Regions from separate parts of the Anser cygnoides genome. Here region 2 is linked to region 1. A link is a contact called in public Hi-C data. All regions are on one chromosome and are shown on one strand. The core of a region is the stretch at or near the end of the contact, and the rest is flanking DNA. Distances in the headings are between cores, read along the strand shown. Region 1 has its middle 7.5 kb from the start of SLC25A13. Region 2 has its middle 45 kb from the start of SEM1.

Region 1 (7,670 bases), core at 1,503-4,002:
TCAGTTCCCACTAAAAATCAGTGGTGCATATTGCCATGAAATCTATTTTCTTGACTTACTCAGTAAGTAACCTAAAGGTGGGATCTGTGATCCCCATTAATACTGACTTCCAAATTCAGGAGCAGCATCATTACTGCCCATTAATCCGTTAGGGTACTGCTCATCATGAATGGCACAGATCAAATTCCCTGAAAAAAAATAAAAAAAATTAAAAATTAAGAAACAGTGTACCTCTATAGATCAATGCTATTTCAGCCATGAATGTTGAAATAAGACCTGTGGTCTATTAGATTTTGTTGTTCAATCTGGGACTGGAACTTCTGCATCAAAAGTTGTACCCAAACAAAGTTTTTATTTTTCCCAGCAGTGTGGTATTCATATTTCTTTTGCATTTGCAAATATAAATTTGCAGCCCATTTGCACCGTGTATCTGCAATTAATTCTAAATTAAAGAACAGTTACAACAACAATACAGGATGCCCTCTGAAGCAAAAGACAATGAAGAAATCAATGATGTACTGCACAAATCCCATTTCTAGTTGGAATGCTTTTTAATGTCATACAATGACTTCCACAACTGTGTCAAAAACAATTTTGCTTCAGGAACTTTGGTCCTACCTTGCCAAAGTAAATACTTCTATCTGTTCTAATTTCTGTCATTCTCTATGGACCAATATACCTCTGTGTGAGGCTTTACTGTGTCTTATCAATGATTGTTTCAAGCAATGTCAAGACTGTCTATACAGCCCATTTTGTGGAGTCTTTTACCCTTCTAGAAGAGTGAGCATATGAAGCATTTTAATTTGGACAAAAATACTGTTTTTTCTCTGAGCTGTTTTTTGTAACTTCTCTATTTCTTCCAAGCAGGTGGGATCTTCCATCTAACATGTAGATACAACAAGCAATTATTTATTTTTCTGTTGTTGCATTGTTTCTAGTTGTACTTATTTACATTTTATACATCAGAAAAGAATGCAATTAAACATCCATCAAGAAAAAAATGGGGATTATACAAATAACTTATTCATCATAAAATGCAAGATAAAGTTTTATTTTTCTGGCATTTTCAATTATAAAATCTTATTTTCAATTGCTTATATATTAACCCATCACCCTGGTCAAGCATCTTCCATGCTAGCTGGTTAAATCATGCTGAAATTTTAATGAAAGTTTTAGCAAAAATTACCCAGTCATTTGGGAGAATAAGAAAATAAGAATGTTGTTTTCAATGCTAGAAAGTTTTCAGAAAGTTAGCTGTGGCATCCACCATACTTTGGAGCAGATGGACAAAAACTAATAGACTGCTAATGCTTGTATCATTCAGGGATGTGCTTTTCTGTGCTTTTCATTATCTCATGCCACTGAAATAAACTGCAAAATATGAAAACTTTGGAAAATGTGAAATCTGAAAATTCTTAGTAATGTTTTGCTCAGGGTTGGTACCTAAATTCTTCAAATACTTGCTCTAAATGGAGCCAGCGGCTGAGGGCTGCAGGCTGTCTGCACTCCCATGGAATGACTATTCTTTGCTACTGTTGGCTTACATAGCACTTAAGATCCAAACTAAAATTAGGGAGTTTCTATTCTGCTTCCAGTGCACAAAAGAGGACAAAATGGCTCGATTAGGGCACAGGAGAAACAAGTAAGAACTGTTGTGTTGTGAAACACTAGCAGAGTATGCAGTAAGAAAACTGAGTCTGAGGAATAGGAGCCATTGAAAAAATGTAAAGGAATTGTCAAATGAGTTCAAGAACTAGGATAAGAAGGAAAATAGAACTGAGGAGGGATGAGGTTGCAAATATGAGGATTAGAAATGAGTTAGAGCAAGGAAGGTGCTCAATGGCAGAGAGAATGCAATGAGGAGCAAGGAGAGAAATGCTGAGAAGGGGTTCATCAGCTTGAGCAGGGGTTTCATGAGTAGCTGAGGCCATAGAACATCTGCTAGGGAAAGACCAAGCCATAAAAAGGAGGTAGACTGGATGATGAGACTAGGACAGTACATGATCAGGAGGTAGTAGATGAAAGGCCAGTGTGGATCTGTGTATGACTGGGGCAAAAAAAAAACCAAAGACCTAAAAATACAAGCATTGGACTACCATAACTACAAAAACTGGAATATTTTAATGTGTCCAATGATCCCAAATTTTATTTTCTGCACAACAGCAAAATGTGACAGAAATAATTACACTCGGTAGCCACCAAGCAACTGGAGAGCACCATCATTCCCTTCTGTAGGTATTTCTGAAAATTCCACTGGCTGTCAGGTACCCTGCTGCAAGCCACACTGAGAATCTGTTCAGTGTCCTACGAACTTCTCGGATCAAGGCCTTTGAGGCAAAGGAATGCCAATTTATGTCCTTAAAACCTTGGCTGAGCTATGAACTAGGCTCCTCAGCTCTTACAGGAATGGGTCAGGTGAGGACATGAGCAGTGACGTTGCTCTGAGTGCCTGTATAGGAAGGCTTCTGCGGGGCTCTTGTGCCACCATAATCTATTTAAGAAAATAAAATAATAATAATAATAATAAAAAACACCACAGTTTTGTGGTCATGTTCCCTATCATTTCACCATCTTTTCATGCATCTGATCCAGAGAATTTAGCATCTCTCTTTAGGCAGCACTAGAGGGGTAATGAAAAAGACCTGACGAGGCATTTTGGACACTTTAACAGAAGCTAGACGCAGGTCGGTTATGTAAAGACTGCCAGAGGCACCGAGCTATGCAGAGCTGGCAAGAGAGCTTGGGATCACCTTCTGATACATAGCAAGTAGCTGACAGGTAATGATTAACAGACTCCAAATATCAACTTTAGACCATGTAGCTGTGGTCAGAATAAATGGTTCATGTTAATGATTCACATAAGCATTTCAATGTCAGTGGCACTGAGGTAAGTATCTTTCATTTTAGTAAGGAGACTATAGATGAACAGCCCGAAGGGAAACTGAAAGTTCAGCTGTTGTGATACTTGACCTAAGTACCTAACATTTCTCCCTGAAATATAGAGTGGTGTCTCAGTGGTACCTGTGTTATGTTAGAGTAGGATCTTAGAGTGGTATATCCCTGAAATATAGAGTGGTCCAGGCTTAGCTGCTCCTACATAACCACTCATAGAATATATTTTTTCCCACTGCAGAGAATTCTCTGACTTGGACTAACAAGACTTTCATAAGATTTTATTAGCTAAACTATTAAAACTCATCTCTAATGCCTACAGCTTAACTTAAAATGCACCAGTGCAAAATCAGACAGACAATCCCACAATCTCTGATCTGAACTCATTCTCTCGGTTCTTGTCCAAAACGCACCAGACGATGGGCTCTGCAACAGGCCCCGCAGGTCGGCAGACTCAGGCCCTTCAGAGCAAAGAGGAGAGCGTGCCCTGGAACTGAGGGCTATTTCTGCCCACGCCCAGCTTTGGCAGGGTATAAGTCTTATACTTCATATCCAGTACAACAAAGGAATAGAGAAAAGGCTGTCAGCTTGCTTAGTTTTAAGGACAAGTAAACAAAGGACTTAATCCCCACTATATAACCAGGAACTCCTTCAGGAGATAAGTGTTGCATACGAAGTGTCATTTTGCAACTTCCCAAAGCTAAGGAGTCTCAAAGATGCAACTATGAGACTTCCAGCTGCTAAGTGCTATGCTGTATGAGTTTCTGAACAATATAGCAATACTAGCATGCTCCTTCAGGAGTTCCTTAAAGCTGGAATTCCTGCCACAGGCCATCCTATTGAGCAGACAGCAATATTTTCTTGAGTTCCAAATGTTCCTCAGGTTCAGCTTCTGCGGGGACCTCATCAAGTCCAGTCTCAAAGTCAAAAATGGAAGTGAGTGGGTGCACGGCCAAAGGAAATGCCAGCCCCTTATGGAAGAACAGCCAGCTTGTAGCTCTTTGCTTGTGGCTATCACTTCAGCTTCTGAGTTGTGGCCCAGGAATCAAGAAAGGTGTTGCTTCCAAACAAAAGTTGTGTGTGTTCCCTCAATCAATATACTCCACCTATTTGCATTAACTGGCTGAATCTAGGAATGACCCTCGTGGTGATTTCATGTACTCTGCGCTGACAGGGAAATACCAGCAGAGTTAAGTAAGCAGGACTCGGGTGCATTTTATGATTGCTTCTCCAATGCCCCTACAGAAGCCCAAGTTAATGGATTCCCTCACCGTGGACACCTCAGCGATGTACACTTCGAGTCACTGTATTAATATAAAGAAGCAAAGCGGTACGTGAAGAAATTTTCTCTCCATTGCAGCAGAGATGAATTCATTTATGTTTTCCTTTTGCAGGTTTCCCTCTCTGTCCCTGTAGAAGGACACTTTGCTGACTTCTGTCTGACTAGCCCTGTCGCTATAGTAGAAGCAGTGGAGGAGATGAGCTAGATTCCTTTTTGCTTCATACATCACTATCTGCCCACAAGATACAATGCTGGATAAATCATATACTCAGTGGGAAATTACCTATTGATTTCAGTAAGCATAGCAATGGATTTTCTGTATTTATTGTTTAAATCTTGTTTCCAGCAGAAATAGTGGCTAAACACAACCAAGATGTATGTTGCAGTTCAGCTGTCCCAGACTCGACTGAATGTCCCTAAAATCTCCCTTCCGTATGTAGCGAGTGAACATTCAGCTGGGAAAGCTCTGGGACACTGAACACAAAAGTTGCATGACACATTTTTCACCACTGATCACACAATTCATCCCGAAACTTCATGCCTGCTTCTGAAGAATGAAACCATAGATCCGGATGGTTTCTTCCCACCTCCCCAAGGCTTGTTCTAATCACACCAAAAACAACAACAAACAAAACTAAAAAAGAGGAAAGAAACAAGCAAAACAAACAAGCAGAGCCACTGAGAAAGTCTGGTTTCCTGTGGATTCTTCTGAAGTTTAAGAGATCAGTAACTGGACTGACGTATTCCCCTGTGGTTAGACTTTTGTAGTCTGTTCTTGGATATGGATTCTTTGGAGTCTATTAAGAGATGAACTTACAATGTAGTCTATTCTTCGGTGGAAGCAATAAGACGCCTTTATTCTTTATCAGGCTGCTGCTTTTTACAAAATCTGGAGGAATTCAATACCTCTGAGACTGCTACTTTTCTCTCAATCCTGGTTGAAACTGGCTAAAAGCTGACTTTTGACCAGATACATAAAAAGCAATGTGATCATATAAACTGCTTTTCTTTGGTAATCAAATAAAAAACAAGTGCTCAAAATAATTAGAAGTTATCATCATCTCTAGGTAAACACACTTGCTATCAATGCTTCCAGTTCTGTAAGTAATTAAGAACCTTTTGAACTTTTGTCTTTATTCAGTTCATTTTAACGAAACCAATACCAAAAGCTGGGATACACTGATAATGGAGAGTTGTAAATACCTAGGTGGGTGATATTCTTGGAGTCCGTGTGAAACATTGAAACTAATGGAAAAGCTCCTGCTGGCTTTAACAGACTTTGAGCTAGACCACCTTTCTTGAGCTGTGGAAAAAGGCTAGCTCATACTGGGTCCTCTGGAAATGTGTACTTATAATTAATAAATGTTGCATCTCCATGGAAAATATTAAAAAAAAAAATTGGCTGGAAAACCAGAGAAAATAAATACTCAATTTCAAGATGACCAAATGTTTATATGTTCAGACATGTAAGTTAAAGCTAAGAGAAACTCAGTGCTTTGTACAAAACTTTGCAGAAGTTCCCCTACTTTCTGAAGAGTCTTGGCTAACAAAAAGCCAGCAGTCCTCCTGCACACAATGTATGTACAGAGTGTACATACAGTGCAGACATCAACATATATTTCACAGCCATACACATGTTGTATAAAGTGATGCCTAGCTTCCTCTGTGAGTAAAGTCTGGTTAAAAGTAGTGTGGCTATTTCAATATGATAAAAACTTTGGTGAACTGACATATTAATGGATTTCAACCTATCTTTTTAGGGATAATATATCAATGCTTTAAATTCTAGATGTTTTGTTGATCAGGTTAAATAGCAAATTAATATATTGCATTGAAAATCTGATCTACATTTGCTCGCTATTTTGCAGTGATTGACAGATTTATTATAATTTTCTTCTCTTCATAAATGTTTCAGAATGGAGAAAATCTAATCTTTTTTTTTTTTTTTTTTTAAACTTGGTGTTGCAACTTTCCTTACTTAATAATTAAAATTACAAATAAAAGAAGCTAGTTTACCCCTTGACAAACCTCACTCTTGTTAACTTCCATCTGTGAATAATGGCCAGTGAGCATGCACAGTGGCTGGTACAGGTTGGATTTGGTGTAAGATGAAACAATTCTGCTGGCATTGTTAGAAGCTGGCATTTGCACTTATGCAAATTTTTTTACTGGTTCAGAATAACAATGATTTAATGCAGCAGCACGGTTCAGCACTTGACATGCTGTTATTGTGTTTTAATCTGTTTTTTAAAAAACACTCCTTATGGAAAAAAAAAGACAGGAAAAACATAGGTAACTCCTGTATCTATAATATAATTTACATTCTGTACTTAGCTTTATAAATGGGGTAGTATTAGTACACAGTATGATAAATATTCTAGGCATATACAACTTGTGCTAGGTGATAAAATATTCTGAGCATGTCCTAAAATGATTCTCTCATCAGAGATGGCTTGTTACCTCCACCATCAGCAGATACTGATAATTAATCAACTGAAATGAATCTTTACAGAATAAACAAATCTGTTATACATGAAGGATGATTATGTTCTTTTGGCTGTGAAGATTTTTCATAACTTATTCATGCCAATGGTGTGCCTGAGTTATGAAGTATTTCTCACTTATGAAATAAATATAGCATCCTTTGTTTGTCATATTACCTCCTCTATTTTCTGGGCTTTACCCATGTAAATCAGCACAAATCTATCAGCTATGCTGATTTACACCAACAAAATTAACCCCCTATTTGTAATATCGATGGTTCCATCTCCTGAGTTGTTTCAGATGCATTTCTAAAACATAGCATTGGTAAAGCATTTTCAAATGTTCCATTTTAACAATAATCTATGTGTAAATGCCATCATCAGCCTAAGTCAGAATCATAGCCACCTCTCCCCAGCTTTGTGAATTCCACCTGGTAGACGGAAGGCACTCAGTGGGGGACAGCGTCATAGTTTGAGATGGGAAAGACATGAAAATATACTACCATTTGTATGGATTTTTAAACAAATCCCTACTCATGTGTGCTGCTTTTATGTTCACTTTTCCTTGAACTATTTAAATGACCAATTTGGTTTTTCACTCACGGGAACACCAATAAGACAATGAATTTTAAAGAGGAATGTGAAAGTATTTGAAAATCTTACGTTCTAAGGGACAAGAAACAATATGTTTGGCTGACCTACTCGGCAATCACAGATAAACAGCAGGCTTTAAATTAAAAATATGTGTGTTAAAAAAAAAAAAAAAAAGCAATGACAATCTTCAGACAACATTATAAAATAACCTGAAGAACAGCAAATATATGTGAAGAAATCATGATCTGCTGTGAATATTCTGCAAAGAGAGAAAGGACTGTGAATGATTCATTCAGACTGAGTCATACTGGATTTTATTAGAAAATTCTCAGGGTTAGGCCTACTGTGTGAGCACAGATTCTTGGCTAAGATTCACTAGACTGATGTGCTAACTCACACCAGCCAGACGTCCTTGATTA
Region 2 (7,670 bases), core at 3,684-6,183, 140 kb before region 1:
CCACTGTGCTTTTCAGCACCACCATTTGCATTCTCATTGAGCTGCTGTGTACGCCTGGAGGTATCTATTTCCCTGCCAGAAAAATTCCTAAATAGTGTCCCAGAACCTGCCAAGGTCTTAACCATGTGAGCCTCCAAGCACCTAACTCACATCTAAGCTTTTCTGAGATCTGCAAACAAAGCATTACCCCCCCCCCCCTCCCCCCCCCGTCAGGCCTGACCTGACATGCATTTTCAGAGCACGCCTTCCAGATCAGGCAGCATGCAAAACTCAGGAAGAAAAACGGTGGTGCAGTGGTCAGAGCGCCCACGCAGCACGTGTGAAACCAGGTTCATCCCCTTCGAGCCGGGGGAGCCTGCTTGTCTTACACGCTCCTGCCTCAAGTCATTGTGGCTGGCCTTTCTACTCCTGCTCTTGAACACGTGCCTGTGGGTGGGCCGGTCAGGTACTCACTGGGCCAAGTGAGGAGAAGAGAGAAATCAGCAGCATTCAGCATGGGCGAAAACACTAGCTGTGGTTGTATGGGACCAAAGCGAGAGCCACCCTCTTTCTCACACTGTTTCTTCTCTGAAAAGGGTCACTGCACACGAGAGGACTTGCTGCTGCAGTGACAAGAGAGATGCTGTCTATCAGCTTGGACAGTATATCAAGCTCTTTTTAAAGGACAAGGTTTAAGTTTTTCTTTAAGTTTTTCTATCTCATTATTTCCTTCTGCCTGTTTAGCATCCTATTTTTTGTTGTCTTTTCATTATTGTTATTATTATTTTTATTTTTCAGTACTTTAGTGCACTATATAAACAGCTTCAGTTCCAGCAGGCAACACCACCAGAGTCCTTTTGACTCTTCTTCGGAAATCACCCACTGGCCTTAGCTAGTGCAGAGCCATTCTCGAAGTGTCCAAAAATAGGATTATGTGTTCCCATGGTACTTCTCCGTCGGGACAGCATGTGTAGGGCTTTTCAGGTCTCGACAACCTGGCTCAGTGTCAGTGGACATTCTGTCACTTTATAAATAGGAACACTGGGCATCCACTTCTATCTAATCCTGCTGGTTAATTTGCAAGTAGCACCCTTTGCCTTTCACTCAAACTTACTTTAAAAACACTTGGGATTTTAACTGCCCCTTCCCCTGTCATGGTCTTTCATCCTTGTACTAAACATCAGAAGAGACATTTTAGGTCTTCCAGTGGGCAGTGTACTGGCTGTTATGTTCGGTAGGGTAAAGGAAAGAGAGAGAATGTTTAACAACTTCAGAAGTCTGGCAGAGGATAGAAGAAGGCAGTTGGCCTTCAGTCTCTTGGGAATCAAGAAAAGGGAAAAAAATGTTGCCTCTGTTACTTTAGGACAACTATGTAGGTTGCAGGGTGCTGCCTGGAAGCACCCTCAGTGTCTCAAGGTCAACCAAATTATATTCTAAGTGGAATGAAGCATTTTTCCATGAGCTTAAAAAAATCACAGAACCAAGGAAAGGGCCCTGTATGCCTCTTGTGACTTCCTGCCTGTTGTGGGATAGCTGTCCCACAGCTCCTTTGGATTTCTGGTTAGATTTATTGTGCTTTGAAAGATGCAAGGACCGAGCTGCATGAGAGCAGATCTCACGAAGTCAAGTCATAATTATTTTAATCTTTATTAACAACCATTCCAAGTCAGAATAGTCATGGAGCAAGTCTTAGTAGAAAACAGATTTGCTCAGTCACTATGGGTTTCATAAAGCCCTATCAACACAACCAACTGGCAATGGAAATGTTTGGAAAGCATTTCAAACCATAATAATAATAATAAAAATAAACAAAAACATATTTTGCTTTCACAAAATGTTGATGTGTGTCTGATATGTTTGAGGAAAATGCCCGATGCTGTACTTCACTACAGGACGTGGCGCCCGACCCACTGCAAGCAAGATTCACTCCTCAGCCCCGGGCAGAGAAGAACAAGAGGGGCAGCTATGGCTGCACAGACTGCAGGGCCCACTCATCCTGAGCACCTTGGCAAGGAGCTTTCCCAAACCCATCCTCTACCACCATTTGTTGTACCTCTACTGAGGTAGAGACATCCTCTACTCTAACTCTGCTTACACTGAAGTGAATAACTCATATTCTGCTAGAATCACTAAAAGATACGTGGCTGGTAGGGATCTCTGGAGATAGCCCAACCCAAAGTAGAACGGACTGTTACTGTCATCCAGGACAACTAACCTCTTTCTCAGGCAACCTGCTCCACTGTTTTGCTACCATTACTCTTCAAGAGTCCTTCCCACTAAAGCTCAAGCCTTGCTTTATCCCCTACAAACACGCAGGACAAATCTTTCCTTTCATCTGTGCAACAGTCTATCATATAGTAAGTCGCATTTTTTCATCCTTTTTTTTTTTTTTTTAAGGCTAAGAAACCCCAGTTCTTTTACCCTTCCTTCAGAGGTCTTGTTTCCTCCTGCCCTTCTCCTAGTTGCTCCGTGAAGTCTTCCTATTTTTCCTGTGTTATTCTGGAAGCACAGCTCTCAGGACTGCAAACAGTATGGCAGCACCATGAACTCCCATTGCCCGAAGGATGAGACCTTAGCATACACCAAGAGAGTCAAGAGGGGCATTTCCTCAATTATGGAACAGGGATAACTTTTTGAAAAAGGAAAAAGAAAGAAGAAAAAAAGGAGGGTGAAAAAAAGGCTTTGTGTACAGGCATCCCAAGAAACAATGCTTTGGTCATCTGGAAGCCAATTCTCTGACAACATAAGCTATGCTTTCCTGAATGCAAGGGAGCAGGATCCAGATGCTGCAGGTATTCCACACATATCTCACGTGATGGAAGAAGAAGCCCGATGTGGGTGAAGAGGGTGAGGAGAGGGGAGGATACGGGTCCCAACCAGCCCAAGAAAACAGGTGCATGCAGTCATATTTGGCTGCTGTTTGCTTGACTGTGAGAGAGCATTTGGCATTTCGGCAGCTGCAGGAGGCAGTTGGTAGGAGGCAGGGCATCTTGGGTTGCTCTTAGCATGGCAGCTCCATAAACATCCCCGCAGTGCCACTCCGTATTATAGTTTGGAATAGGGGAGGATACATATTCAGCGCTCAGGAGACGGGATGAATCCAAAGGAGATTCAGTCAATCCACCATGAGGGCCTTGCATTTCAGAAGTACCCACACGTGGCATGCTGTTAAAAAATAACTGCTTGGAAATAGTTATTTTGACTCCATCCAGAAAAAAAAATAAAAAATAAAAAGACCATGTGGTAAAATTCAAATGTAGTGTTGAAAGTGGACAGGCGAAACAATGTTGAAACCAACAACAAAAAAACTCACCAACTTCAAAAAGGCTAAAATCTGTCTCTTTATTTAAGTACGGATACACCCATGCGATGAATGCTGTGAGATTTTATAATCATGGATGCTGTGACTGAAAGGACCTGTCAGGTCACTCCGTCTGTTCTCCCAAATAATAAATAATTTGTTCCTTAGCGATACCAGAAAGGAATTACAGCTCATACCGAATTCAATTATCTGCCTAAAAAGGCAACGAGAATCTGAGGACTTGCAAGCAACCTTTATCATCTTATTTATTTCCAGGTGATTTCCTGAAAGTAGTCACAGCTTGATGCTTTTGTGAGGTCCCATAACTCCCTTCTCAGAGAAGATGTATTTAAAGTAATCATCCATTTATGCCATTTATACCTGGCAGATAACTGAACACTAAGCACCATTTTAGATTTGTCTGATAAAAAAATTTGAAAGAGATTTCCATGAAAATAGGATTTCAATGATATTTTGGGGAAAACACTCTGCTTATACTGTTTCTTTAATTTAGGTGCTAAATTGCTACTAATGGGCAATGGAAGAGCCTCACGTGAGGCTTTAGTGTGCTGTATGCTCTTTTACCCATGGTGGTGGGGTCATTAAGAAGTTTCTCTTTTCACCAAGGTACTCGCAGTGCGGTGGAAATCAATGGAATTACAGCAGCACAAATGGGAGAAATGCAGTTGTGAATCAGACCCTGAGCTAGCAGCCTATTTTAAGTCATGTTCAAACTGTGTTAATTGGCAAAAGATAAAACAGCCCTACTGTTTGTTTTGCTGCTGTAAGGAGTTTGTGTTGAAAACCATGACTAAATAATAATTAACAGGCTTCAAGTAATCAATCAATAGCATTTCATGAAATTAAGCTGTAAACTAGAATCTTGGACTCAGCTTTAAAGTTCGATGTTTTGGGCTTTTTTTTGTTGTTGTTTTTTTGTTTGTTTGCGTGTTTTTTTGCCCCTTTTTTTTTTTTTTTAAGAAAGCAATGATGCAAATCTGAAACTAAATCCAGGCTTGCACTTGATTAGCAATTCCTTATTGTGGTTTTACAATGTTAAATTTGTACAAACAGATTAAGTGTGTTTTTTAAGCTGTTCCTAAATAGCCTGGGAACTAAGAATTAAGTGCAGATTCTGCCCAGCCCCTCAAAAACCAACACACCCTTCTCCAAGCCCAACACCTGCTGTTAAAAATACATCACACAATGGCTCTGATCTTATATACCAGCAGATGTGAAGATGCCCAGAGGTCTCTCAGATGTTTGTGTTCCTGGGTCACGTGAGGGCACCAGGAAGGGGAGGGAAATTATGCTGGAATTCCAAAGGTCACCGCTGGACAAAAATAGTGAAAATTGCACACATGTTGGGAAAAACAAAGGTTCAGAAAACTGGAAATTCGGCCAAGAAGATTTACTGAGGGCAATGTTTCATCCCTGATTTAAAAAGAAAAAGAAAAGGGAATACAGTGTGAAGAAATGGAAAAGAATGTCACCGGGAGAAAGAAAGGGCTCTTAGGATCGGCCTCTAGCCTCAAGCTGAAAATAATTAACAAGTTACAGCCAAAAAAAAAAAAAAAAATGGAAAGGCTTTCCTCTCTTGCAAGACTTTCCTGGGTGAGCTCTTAAATAATCCTACCTGCACCTAGACGGTAAATTTTCAGGTTACAATGAAAAATTATACTTTTTGTTTCCAGCACACTGGCCTGAATTTACTTTATCTACACATTTTTATCCAGGGGAAGGGCCTAGAATTTGGCCCCACGATTTTACTGGTGTAGTCACCCATGTGATAAATCTGATTTTAGGGAGATTATTCACATCGGCAAGGCATCATTTAAACCAGAAAATGCTTGGCAGCTCATCCCCCAGTATTAGCCCTGTGTGGATCGGCATGCTTTTCCTCGCACCGAGGCAGGTCTTGCACAGTCCCCACTGAAGGAATGGGTGCTTGAAATGCTCTGGTACACATGTGGAGGGGGTGAAAGCCCCGGCCACGCACGTACAACACATGGCAGTGTTAACAGCGCTCAGGGCTTCTCAAAATAATCAACCGAGCAGCAGTGACACAGCAAAATACATCATAATCACATCAATTATGCAATCACTATTTTGTGAAAACAAGCCTCTGGGATTTCTTTTTAAGTAATCAAAGAAATATCAGACAGGAAAACAACGAACCTTCCTATTACAAATGAGCAAGTCTCCACTGGGGAAGAAAAAAATAAAAGGGACTGGAAACTGGCCCCAGACATGCCACAAAAACACTCAGTTCTGCCTGCAAGGAGATGACCCCAGGCCCTGGCATTCAGCCCTGGGAGAGGACAGAGATGCTCAGTGCCAGCTCCTCTGTGCCCCCTGCCCACCCGTGGTCCCCAGGAGGTGGGGAATGGTGGCAGTGCCACCAGCGAGCAGGGCCTTGCCAAAACCGTGTTTTGCCAAAACCCCTTGCAAAATGCGTGCAATGCTGCATGCATGGAGGCCTTGGAAGATGCCTCAACCTTCTTTCTCCCCGCCGAACGCCTGTGAGTGCTCCTGCCCAAGCTGCTCTGCACCAGGGATGTGCAGGCCTCGGGGCTGGGTTACAGCTGTTGTGACCGCAGCCTGCATTTGGCAGCAGAGCTTTGGAAGGAACTATAAAGAAACGTTTTGCCCTGCAGCTAAAAACGCTGATAAAATCTGTAAGCATTTGAATGGCAAGGGGGAAAAAAGGGTCAATTCAGTCCTCTCCCTTCCTCTTGAATTTTCAGATGCCCCTGGCCACTCGCTGGGGCAATCAGGCATCTCTGCTTGTCCTCTGCGCTTCCTAGTCGCAAGGCTGACTGTGCTGTGGAAGCACCCAGGGCTCTCACACAACAGATATAGTGCCAGTACAGACTAAAATGTACCCATTATGTGGGCCCGTGTCCCCACAGTGGTGTGAGGGGCAATGGCAGGGAAACCGACAGGAATGGAAATGTGCTCTTGGTGCTACAACAAGCTCTCTTCTTGGCCCACCAGCAGCTCGCCTAGGTCTGCTGCTGGGGTGAGGGCAGAAGTTTTCTCCTGTTATTTTGCCCCTGCCCAGGCCATGTCACAATGTTTCAAAAGCCCCTGCCAGCCCTTGCAGGAAGAGGGAGCAATGTTGGCCAGGGCTGGGCCCGGGAGCCGTGGGCCGGTGCGTGCTGAGGTAACCAGGCCCCTTGGGGCAAGGATCCAGCAGCAGCGGGTAGCGGGGCCCTGCCTTGCTGACATCAAGCGTGAATAATCGGGCTTTCATGTGGCTGAAAGGTGGGAGGGCGAACGCGGCAGCCCAACACCTTCCTGCCCGGGGCCAGGGCACAGGCCGGCTGCCGGCTCCCACCCCTTCCCTCCAGCCTCCTTTCAACCTGGGGCCGGGAGGCTGGCCTTCCCCACCCCTCGCAAAATGCTTTGAGCTCCAAGGAGCTCATAAATGCACGCCCCCAATGCTTCTGGGGTGTCCCTGCCTCGACCTGGCCTCTGCCGTGTTGGGGTCCCCACGCTGGCCAGGCCACCAAGAGCACAGGTCATGAGGGGGACGTTCTCCTCGGGCTCCACCAAGGGGTGACCACAAAGGATTTGAGTATTTCATCAAAGGTTGGTGCTTAAACACCTTGGATGCACCTGAACAGCCAAGCTGCAGATTCTGTAGGAAATCCCTACAGAGCTGTGGGGAGTACTCAGAGCTCGTGGTTTCTCTGGTAGCATGGGACATGTCCCTCTTACATCCCCTATCACAGCCACCTGCAGCACCCCTGCTTGCTGCACCCTCTGGGATGTTTCTGTCTGTGTTCAGCAGGACAAGTCCTTCATGGAAATTTTAAAACTAGACACGAGATGATACCAGTTTTAAAAAATATTTTAAAAGGCATACATTTCCTTAGTTCAAATCATGTAATTAATGTGGTGGAAACCTCTTAAATAAGCTTTGCCATGGGAGGAAACTTCTCCATGCACCTACCCCTTCAATGTTAGTGAAAAACATACAAGCTAGGACTTTGCCAGGCTTCGTACTAAATGTGCCACATGAAGAGCCTTCCAATGCAGCAGTGAAGAAAATGCATCTTAATGCATCCCCATTCCAGAAGGAGAAATCACTGCACATCAGAGAAGCTGCTCTCTCTTTCTCTCCTTCCAGCCTACCTGTTTTTATTCCTTACTTTCTGGTTCACTCCATTCTCTTCCAACTTGTGTGCGTGATTACTGTTGCCAAGGTTGCTTATCTCACTTCTGCATAACCAAACTGTACAGACCTGGCTCTACAGATTTTAGTGCATTACCAGGCTAGCCAGAGGCAGGCAAACCAATACACAGAAAGGCATTTATCTCAGAGTTGGATCTTTTCTTTACACTTCCTTACAAATCTAATTACAGAATTGCTCTGCAGTGAAGC

Evidence for each region. Hi-C and Micro-C count contacts between places; a contact is called where the count stands out from the background.
Region 2: a contact with region 1 is called in a Hi-C map of liver, with 1.8 times the contacts expected there. The contact joins two enhancer-like sites. A contact is called at or near these places in 2 of 7 Hi-C or Micro-C datasets (both in liver).

The regions. Positions count from the first base shown.
Region 1 is chr2:26,982,278-26,989,947 of Taihu_goose_T2T_genome, reverse strand. No RefSeq gene overlaps it. Among named protein-coding and RNA genes, the nearest start is that of SLC25A13, 7.5 kb to the right of the region's middle. Within about 2 kb of position 2,752, at least 3 of the 3 cell types and tissues checked have open chromatin away from gene starts, as enhancers often do. A contact at or near this core is called in liver, where this site is marked.
Region 2 is chr2:27,127,999-27,135,668 of Taihu_goose_T2T_genome, reverse strand. No RefSeq gene overlaps it. Among named protein-coding and RNA genes, the nearest start is that of SEM1, 45 kb to the right of the region's middle. Within about 2 kb of position 4,933, at least 1 of the 3 cell types and tissues checked has open chromatin away from gene starts, as enhancers often do. A contact at or near this core is called in liver, where this site is marked.